Linked DNA regions of Mus musculus: region 1 is linked to region 2. Evidence: chromatin contacts called from public Hi-C data. All regions are on one chromosome and are shown on one strand. Each heading gives the region's core, a stretch centred on a gene start, on an enhancer-like site or on the middle of the called end of the contact. The rest is flanking DNA. Distances are from core to core; before and after follow the strand shown. Region 1 holds the start of Thap1 (THAP domain containing, apoptosis associated protein 1). Region 2 holds the start of Cul4a (cullin 4A).

Region 1 (4,651 bases), core at 1,589-4,088, about 13 Mb before region 2:
AAAAACACCAACCCAGCACTTAAAAACCCACGTTACCTTCTCATGTGGCTCGATATAGAGAAATATTGTGGGCACAGCGTTCTCCTTCAGTAGCTTGTTGTTGCACTCCCTCTTAAAGCAGTCCGGGGTGAAGTGCTCCGAGCAGATGCTGCTGTACTTGGTGGGCTTGAAGTTTTTCCTTTTAACAGCTGCCTCCCACTGCTTACAAAGGCTGGGGCGAGTAAGAGGAAACCTAAGGAGAGACAATCCAGTTCTCTGACTTTAAAAAGATAAAGAAAAGCCCCACACTCTCCGGCTTACTAAAGAACTACCTTACCCCATCCTAAGGAGACTCTGATTGGAGATTAGTTCTGGTTACCAATCTCCCTCAGGAAGCTTTACCTTGTCATAACGAAGACACTTGACAGTGCAATTAGAACAGACAGTATGTGCAGTGCACTTCTACTCATGCCTTACTAGCAATTCTGTGTCTTATAGAAGAACAAAAATCGGACATATGTCTATATCCTCAAAGAGACTTCTAGCTCTTTTTTAGTCAGTCCAACACATAGACTACATTCTGACAGCCTGAATTATACGCAAGTGATAAAGAAGGTAAGGACTTTATTTTCGTGCTTAATTCAGCATACAGAGTGGGGAGTCTTTATATTTATTGCCCTGTGCTTTTCTATATCAAAGACGCAGTGGGAGACGCTAGAGTGATCAGAAAAAGCTATAGAATGTTTCAATTTAGCTTTACTGTTCTTTAGCTGTTCCACCACATAAGGTATGCCAGACCCCGATCATCCTGTTCTTCATGAAGACCTAGCCAACCTTCGTGTTAGGGCTTATCTTTATATTAGCCAGCTTTCTCCACTGCAACTATGTTCAGGCTGGAAAAAGCATATGCCTAAAAAGAAGTTCAAAGCACCATGGTGGCAACTTCTTATAAGTCCTAGTGTCTCGTCTCCTAGGACGGGGGCACAGAACTGTCAAGCAAGATCTTGGCCACTTACTGTTCTTACATAAGGCTTAAGACTCATGTTAGCCCTTGTTCTTATTTTCCAACACCCAGCAGTTGAAACGGTCTTTTTGATGTGTGCCATTTTTAACTAGTCTGCATACTTGAAGGTTCCCTGGGCCATCTTAATAAAGCATAGGAAAGGGAGGCGGCAAGTCGAATGCACGTCCCTGTCACCATTCCCTCATCTAGTCCTACATTCTGAGGATGTATGAAATTTCAAAAAACCAAGTCATAGTTTAGGCTATATTCTAGCCTATTCCCCAGAGAAAACAGCACACAAGTCTTACTTTCTTGCAAACATTATTAAACATGAACACTACTGACCCCTCAAAATCTGAGAGACCATTGTGAAATTTGTTTCTGTAATCGTTTTGCTATGGATAACTTGCATAATTTACCAGTGGATCTGATTTCTTAGCTATCATCTGCATACAGTCAGGAATTCCTCCAAAACCTAACATAAAACTTGTAACAACAAATTTACCTGCCTAAAAATTGTCACATTTTGTGGACTGTTAGCATTAACAAACACCATCAGTAACGCTAATTCTATGACTTTCTTCTTTCAAGAGAGTATTTTTATTTTTCTCTTTAAAAAGATTTATTTATTATATATAAGTACACTGTAGCTGTCTTCAGACACATCAGAAGAAGGCGTCATTTCTCATTACGGATGGTTGTGAGCCACCATGTGGTTGCTGGGAATTGAACTCAGGACCTCTGGAGGAGCAGTCAGTGCTCTCAACCGCTGAGCCATCTCTCCAGAGTATTTTTCACCCTGGCTTCTTGATTGCTGCACCCACTACAAGAACGAGCCCTGACGGCTGTGGGGGTAAAGCTGGTATTCGCTCACATTAACCTTCACCACGGCAACAGAGTCAAGTGTGTGCTATCGTCTCGTTCTTCCTGTGTGTTGAAAGACAGGGGTTCATCTCGACAATACCAAGAGCCTCCTCTAAAGCCCATGGATGCTAAAGGTTGGTTCTTTGACGCTAGGACTTAAGAGTCCTCCCTGGCATCCCGGTCAGCTGCCCTGCTTCCTTCCCGGCATCCACAGTGAGGTCCGAAACCTGTCCTCCTCCCCCTGTGCGTTCCCAGCTCGACTTCCTCCCTATGTGCCACGGCCACGCCGCGGCTTGGGACGAAGAGGTACGCAGGGCTGCGAGAGGCTTCTGGGCGTCGCTCGCTCGCTTGCCCGCCCGCCGGAAACCCTCCGCGAGCGCGAAGGCGCGCGGTCTCAGCCCCCAGCGGAGGCCAAGACCAACGGAGACGCCGCGCGCCCGGGATGCGCAGCGGGGGCGCGCAGCCACGGGGACGCGCCCCCGTGGGTCCCCGCCCCCGCCGGCCCGGCCCGTCCGCCGCCCTGAGCGCCCGAGCGCCCGCCCCGCCTCCTCCAGGTCTCGCGCGGCCACGCGCCGGGCTCCGCCCCCACCCGCCCGCGCGCCCCTGTCGCCGCGGCCGCGGAGCACGCCAGTTACCTACTTGTGGAAGGAGACGGGCTTGTCCTTGTCGTAGCGGTTCTTGCAGCCGTAGGCGGAGCAGGACTGCACCATCCTTCTGGCCCTCCACACTTCCCTTCGGCCCGGGAGGCAGGCGAAGGGGGCCGTCGGGGTCGCCGCGCTCGGCCTTGATAACGCTCGCCGCTCTCGGTGGCGTCGGTCAGCAGTTACGGGGACGATCACCTCGCCGTGGGGTGGGGGTTGGGGTGGGGGAGTGACTACCCTGTCCGTTGTGGGGTTTGCTTTAGCAGAAGGACCACAGCTGTCGCCCGTCTCCCATCTTCAAGATGGCGGAGGCAGCTTCAGCCTCACCTCTCGCGAGGACTCGGCTCGCCGTCTCTGATTGGCTGAAGGTAACGTTCCCAGGGAAGCTGACCATTGGCTGGGGCGAGGCGCGCCTGTGGGGCGTGGTCAGCAGTGCGGAAGTGGGTGGGCCCTCTGCGCCTTGGCCGGAAGAGAGCGCGTTTGTTTGGGATCCTGACTGCAGTCGTTCTCGTAGTGGTGACTGTCGTTAATTTGTCCGGCGTTTTCTGCTGCAGCTTGATAAAGAACGGCCTGTTGGGTCCGAAAGCCTGCAGGAGAACGTGGAAGAGCTCGTCCCTGGCCATACGCAGTTTTTTTTTAAAGGGGGGGGAACCAGCAGATGCGTGGATTGTACAAACCTGTGGTCCACGTTCAGAATCCAGGTGACCGTCTAACTAGACAACGAGGACAAACGCGCATTTCATTTCCTCTAAGCTGGGAAGGAAGACCTTTTTTTTTTTTTTTAAATGTATGTGAGTACACTGTCGCTGTCTTCAGACACACCAGAAGAGGGCATCAGATCTCACTGCAGATGGTTGTGAGCCACCATGTGGTTGCTGGGAATTGAACTCAGGACCTATGTAAGAGCAGTCAGTGCTCTCAACTGCAGAGCCATCTTTCCATCCCTACAGTGCACTTCTGAACGTTGTTACCTTTGTGTAGGCGCAGCGATTTTTCAAGCTGAAGACAAGTGTTACAGGCTTGACCCTCTGTAGTTTGGAGTGTGTGGCGCATTCTCTCCCTTATAAACTATTTTCTGTACCCTTAAATATTGCTTCTCTTAAGGATCTATTTAGTGGCTACCATCTCTAGAACTTTGACTATTGAACCCACATACCATCTTTTCCTAGCTCGTTTTACTTGAGCACACATGGACTTGCCTTCAGAGTTATCAGGTATATGGTTTAATACATTCGCCAACTACTTAAATCTGAAATCCTGGTGTCACTGAGATAAAACAAAAAAACTAGGCTTTAATTCAGCAGAAAAGAACACTTGTTGCTCTTGCAGGTGACCCGGGTTCGATTCCCAGCACCCACAAGGCAGTTCACAACCATCTATAACTCCAGGCAGCTGGGCACCAGGCACACATGTTGTGGGTCAGAGGACAGTTTGTGGGAGTGGGTTCTCTCCTTCCACCTTGTGGGCTCTGGGACCTAACTCGGATCATTAGTCTTGATGCTAAGTGCTCTTATCAGCTGCTCCTAGGACCCCTTCCTCGAGACTTAGGTTAACCTCATAGAATAGAGAGGTTATTCTCTCACCACCATCCTTGAATTCAAGTACTCACAGTCTCAACTTTTTGTCAGTCCTAGTCTTCAGCTTTCTCTCTGTCCCTCATAAAAACACTGCCAGCCCCTTGTTTATAAAGCTTAGACATCCCAGGATACCTCTGTAGTGAATAAAGTCCAAATTGCTGATGATGGCAGCATAAGCAGCAGGTACTCCTGTGTTTGTACCATCTTCCCCTGCTTGTCCTTACACTCCTGTAACTGCTCAGATAGGCAGCTTTGCTTGGCCTGGGATGCCCGTCCCCTGACTGCTTCATCTTTCCTTAAGATGTATCTTGTGTGTTTTTTTCTGTCAGGTTTGCCTTATACCTTTTTGTTTTGGTGAAGTTGTGTACTTATGTCTGTAATTGTGTGCTGTAACATCTCTGTCTCATCTGACTGGGGTGCTGGGGAGGCTGGCAGCATCTTACTGAACCTGGTAGCCTCAGCAGCTCTGGTTGTCACAAATTAGGAGACATTGAATTAAATGGACCTAGAAACTGTACCTAAATTCGTTTCAGAGAAGTAGCTATATATTAGGAACACCAGAAGAGTGGTTTATTAACATTTTATAG
Region 2 (4,857 bases), core at 361-2,860:
GGGTTGGGAGTGATGGGCCTGCCACAGGTTCCTTCGGGTACCACTGCTTACTTTTCTTCTTGTGCTTTCTGTAACTTACAATACACTCAGTTTGTAACCAGGATAAAACAAGCCTCTTAGGTAACTTTTAAGTAACATATAAGTAATTATTTGTTCTATCACAAACTAAAACACAGAATATTTAGCAGTTATTGTATAAAACCATGACAGAAAAGTGTGCTTGAAACAGCAAAATGTACTTCGGATGATTTTCCCCCCCTGTTGCAGACACAACTTGTCTTTAAGTTAAAACTACCAGAATCGCCGGGCGTGGTGGCGCACACCTTTAATCCCAGCACTCGGGAGGCAGAGGCAGGTGGAGTTCTGAGTTCAAGGCCAGCCTGGTCTACAGAGTGAGTTCCAGGACAGCCAGAGCAACACAGAGAAACCCTGTCTCAAAAAAAAACAAAACAAAACAAAACAAAAACCCTACCAGAATCTGTCTGCAACCTTATTTGCAATAATTAAACTACAAAACAGTGTGTGTGTGTTGGGGAGGGGGTGTGTGTGTCACAACCCAGGGACCCTACTAGCAAGTGGGGCCGTACTGAGTTCCATGTATAACACACTGGCACTCTGATAACACTGAAGACTGCTGGGGGCTCTGTGCCTCTTAGCTCCAAACACCTCCTTTCTTCTGGCGCTGGGAAAACGTACACCTCCTAAGCAGCCTGGTCTAAGCCTCAACACACAGCACTAATCCAGGGCGGCGATCCATAGAAACACCTGCTGACCCAGGGTTTCGCGGCTTCCGCTAGGGAAGGCTCGGGCCGCAGCTTCTCCCCGGGCGGGCGGGCGGACGGGCGGGCCTCCCTAGCGTTGGCCCCGGTGGCTGCTGGAGGAGGAACCCAGCCAGGTGCTCGCAGGCCCTCGCCGCCGCTCACCTGGTACAGCTCCTCCAGGTTGTACCTGATGGATGTGCTGCTCTGGATGGCCTTGACCGCTTCGTGAAGCTTCCGCCACGTGTCCTGAGTGTAGTTGTCAGGCAGCCGCGGCCTGTCTGTGGGGGAGAGAGGGTCAACGGCCGCGCGGGGACAGCACAGGCCGGGGCACCGAGGCAGGGCCCGGCCGGGCTAGCCAGGAGGTGCGGGATCGGGGCCAGCTGGGGCGCGGGGACGTGGCGGAGCGTGAGGTGCAGGGACAAGTCGGGTTGCGGCGCCGAGACGGGACAGTGCGGGAACCAGGCGGGCCGGGGCGCGGGGACAGGGCCTGCCGGGCAGCCCCAGGAGGCCCTGTCCGAGCGCGCGACCCGCCGGCCGCCCCGTTCGCTCCTCACCGGAGCGCACCCACCTCGGAAGTTCTTGATGACCAGCTTCCTGGAGCCTCCCGTGCCCCCCGGCTTGGCGGGGCCACCGGCCAACGCCGCGGGCTTGGTGAGGCCGTTGGTGCGGCCCATGAGAGCCGAGACGCTGCCCTTCCGAGGGCCCTCGTCCGCCATGGCTGGGCCGGACGCCGCCCCGCCCCGCGCCGCCCGGCTCCTCCTCCTGCCCTGCGCCCGCTCCGTGCGCGCCCGGCTCCTCCTCCTGCTGCTGTCGGGCTCCGCCCGTGAGCGCTCGGCTCCTCCTCTTTCTGCTCGCGGCCGGGTCCGCGCGCCCGAGGCCCAACCGCCGCGGCGCGCACCGGAACGATCCGGCTCCTCCTCCTATGCGCGAACTCCGCCCAAGGAGGGCTCGGGGACTCGCAGGCGTTCTACAACGAATGCTCGCGAGAGGGCGCCGTGACACCTGCACCGAGGGCTCCGGAGCTCGCCGCCCCACGTCACGTCGAGGGCCGTGACGAGGACACCCCGGCGAGGACTTGAGTGGATAAAAGCACCCGGCAACCTTGCCTCCTGGATCACCTTACACCTAGGATGCTCAGGGATGCTGCTCCGTGCGCTAGCGCGCCGAGGGGTTGGGGACGGGATGCTCTGCACCCATTTATCTGGGGTGCCCCAGTGTGAGATGTGGGAGGACTCAGGAACACATCCTAGGAGTGCGCGGGACGCCTTCCCAGTGGGCTCTGGACTTTGGTTCCGGGAGAGTCAGGAGCGCCTCTGCACACGGAGGGTTGGGGATCGGGTCACCCTCATGGGAGAGGGGTGCGAGGAATCGGGTCGCTAGCACACCGACGTGACCAGGGACACGTTCCCAAGTCGGTTGGGAACTCCTCCACGTCAGTCCTCCGCCCTCGCGCGCGCCCCCGCCGCACCCGAGGCGTCCCGGCGACCGCGCTGACAGCTGCCCCCAAAGAAGTGCTCTCACCACCGGCTCGGCTCGGCTCGGCTCGGCTCGCTCCACCTTCACCCGCTCCGGAACCAACGTGCAGAGGTTACCGTGTGGGGACAAGGAGCGGAAACGGACCTGCGCCGGAAGTGAGGCACTCAACACCCGCGGCCGCCGCTATGGCGCACATCACCATTAACCAGTACCTACAGCAGGTGGGTTTCGCTTGGTATCCTGGCCTACGGGCCACGAGGGGTGAGTCCTGGGGCCGGGTCGGACGGTGCCGGGGGTCCTGCGGCTGGCCTCGAGGCGAGGAGGGTGTGCTGCACGCGGTGGGCAGCCTGCCTTGTTCGGAAGTTGCAGGTGCTGCCCGGTGGACCAGGAGGAGGAGGATCCGAGGTGGAGGTAGCAAGATCGGGGCCACTTGTAGAAACGGTTGTCTGTGTAGTCAGCGCTGCTGTCCGCACGAAGCACGTTGTGTCTCTTGGCAGCGGTGCCCATCAAGGCTTTACTTAAAGCCTGGGAGTGGCACAGGCAAACACTGTTGCATCCGGGTGGAGGGCCGTGATTGCGTCTTCTAGGGTGTTGAAGATGTGAATCCCACTAGGCAACACACCTGGTGCAAGGGGCAGCCAGATAGGGAAGACTGATGAACGTTTTAACTGACTACACTTGCTGCTCATGGCTGCTTATGAACCTTGGATTTGCGCTTAGCTCTATTACCAAAGCCCCCTTTTCCTGTCCCAAACAGCTCAGTTTTGGGTACTACAGTACTAGAAGCAGTACTTGTGTGCTTCTTAAGTAGCGGCACTATTGTCGGTGCTGCGTGTGCATATGTATTCTCTTTGATTCCATCACAAGGCCCTCCTTGAAGAGCTCCGTAGGCGGCTAACCCAAGTCTTCCCAGCTCAGAAGCATCAGAGACTGGCTCTACAGTGCACATGTTTAACACTTAGCAAGATGCTAATTCTGGAGATCACGCTTGAACCTTAGTGATCTCATTGTTGGCCAAAAGACCAGTCTTTATTTCAACACACTGGCAATAGCCTTGGCCAGTGGCTACCTGTTAACAAATTGCTTGTCTCTCTTTCCCCATGATTCCTGTGCTGATTTCCCAGAAGCTGTTGGGGTCAGGTTGGTTGAATTTTGCCATCCTTACCGGTGTTAATAAGGTTAAGAGTAGCCTGTTACTCTTGTGACTGCTTGAGCCAGGAATAAAGGTCTTTCTTTCCTGTCACAGGGAATGGCATGGCATCAGCATGCTTGTGCTGCTTCCGGGTTATCCCAAGTCCATAGTGATGTTTTGATGGCCTGCAAGGGGAGCCTGCATATGTTTCAAAGAGAGAAACGTGGAGCTTGAGGAGTCTACTCCTTACAGCAAGGAGTGAGGTCCACTTTTCTTCAAGGTCAAACTAGAAGGAAACTTTACTCCATTTCCTAAGGTTAACAGTAATAAATTACCTCTAATTCAGAACCCACAGCCAAAGAACATCACAGACATCGTAGCCCTAAGAACAAGGACATTCACTGTAACCACAATGCATTTAGTAGCCTGAGAACTTTGACACTGATGCATGTAACTTTTAATTTTCCAATGTTTTGCACATTTTTTGTTTTTTTGTTTTTCAGTAGATATTTGCTTTATTTACATTCCAAATGTTGTCCTCTTTCCTGGTTTCCCTTCTGAAAATTCCCATCCCCTTTCCCTCTCCCCCTGCTCACCAACCCACCCACACTGGCTTCCTGGCCCTGGCCTTCCCCTACACTGGGCCATAGAGCCTTCACAGGACCAAGGGCCTCTCCTCCCATTGATAACTGACTAGGCCATCCTCTGCTACATATGCAGCTGGAGCCATGAGTCCCACCATGTGTTTTCTTTGGTGGTTTAGTCCCTGGGAGCTCTGGGGTTGCTGGTTAGTTCATATTGTTGTTCCTCCTATGGGGCTGCAGACCCCTTCAGCTCCTTAGGTCCTTTCTCTAGCTTCTTCGTTGGAGATCCTGTGCTCAGTCCAATGGTAAGCTTCGAGGATCCACCTCTGTATTTGTCAGGCACTGGTGGGGCCTCTCTGGAGACAGCTATAACAGTCTTCTTTCAGTAAGCATTTGTTGGCATCCACAAAAGTGTCTGGGTTTGGTGATTGTATATGGGATGGATCGCTTAGGTGTGCAAATTGTTTCTTAGGATTTGTTTTTTGAATCCAGAGTGCAATCCAGAGTTACACATTGCATGTATTCTTGTTCTAGATAATGTGGGACTGTGAGCTTCCTGTCCTCCAGTCCCTTTTGTAGAGGTGGGTTACCCTCACTGAGAGCCCTTTCCCAGACCAGGTATCGTCTTCGTTGTCCAGGATATGATTTTTCTGTTTTCCTTTCTATATTGATTTTCTTTTTATGTGGATCTGGGGACTGAAGCTAGGGTCTTATGCATCTAGGCAAGTGCTCTATCATTCATTGAGTCACATCCTGGCCCTCTTTCTATTTGTATCTGCTGTTTGCTTTTTATGTTAAAGAATAATTTCTGGGCTGTAGAGATAGCTCAGAGGTTAAGGATACTTGCTGATCTTGCTGAGGACCTGGGTTCAGTTCCCAGCACCCACATGGCAGATCCTAAAAT

Evidence for each region. A called contact is a pair of places that touch in the nucleus more often than the background predicts.
Region 1: a Hi-C map of CD8 T cells shows a contact between it and region 2, with 6 times the contacts expected there. The contact joins the promoter of Thap1 here to the promoter of Cul4a in region 2. A contact is called at or near these places in 1 of 39 promoter capture datasets (pre-B cells), 2 of 484 Hi-C or Micro-C datasets (CD4 T cells and CD8 T cells) and 1 of 9 other capture datasets (adipose tissue).

Annotation. Positions count from the first base shown.
Region 1 is chr8:26,156,356-26,161,006 of GRCm38.p6, reverse strand. It overlaps Thap1 (THAP domain containing, apoptosis associated protein 1), which reads right to left and starts at 2,838. Exons shown (of 3, transcript NM_199042.2): 1 at 2,486-2,838; 2 at 37-232. The coding sequence starts at 2,556.
Region 2 is chr8:13,102,376-13,107,232 of GRCm38.p6, reverse strand. Cul4a (cullin 4A) reads right to left here and starts at 1,610. Exons shown (of 20, transcript NM_146207.3): 1 at 1,330-1,610; 2 at 924-1,039. The coding sequence starts at 1,477. It overlaps Pcid2 (PCI domain containing 2), which reads left to right and starts at 1,890. Exons shown (of 14, transcript NM_178708.3): 1 at 1,890-2,458. The coding sequence starts at 2,423.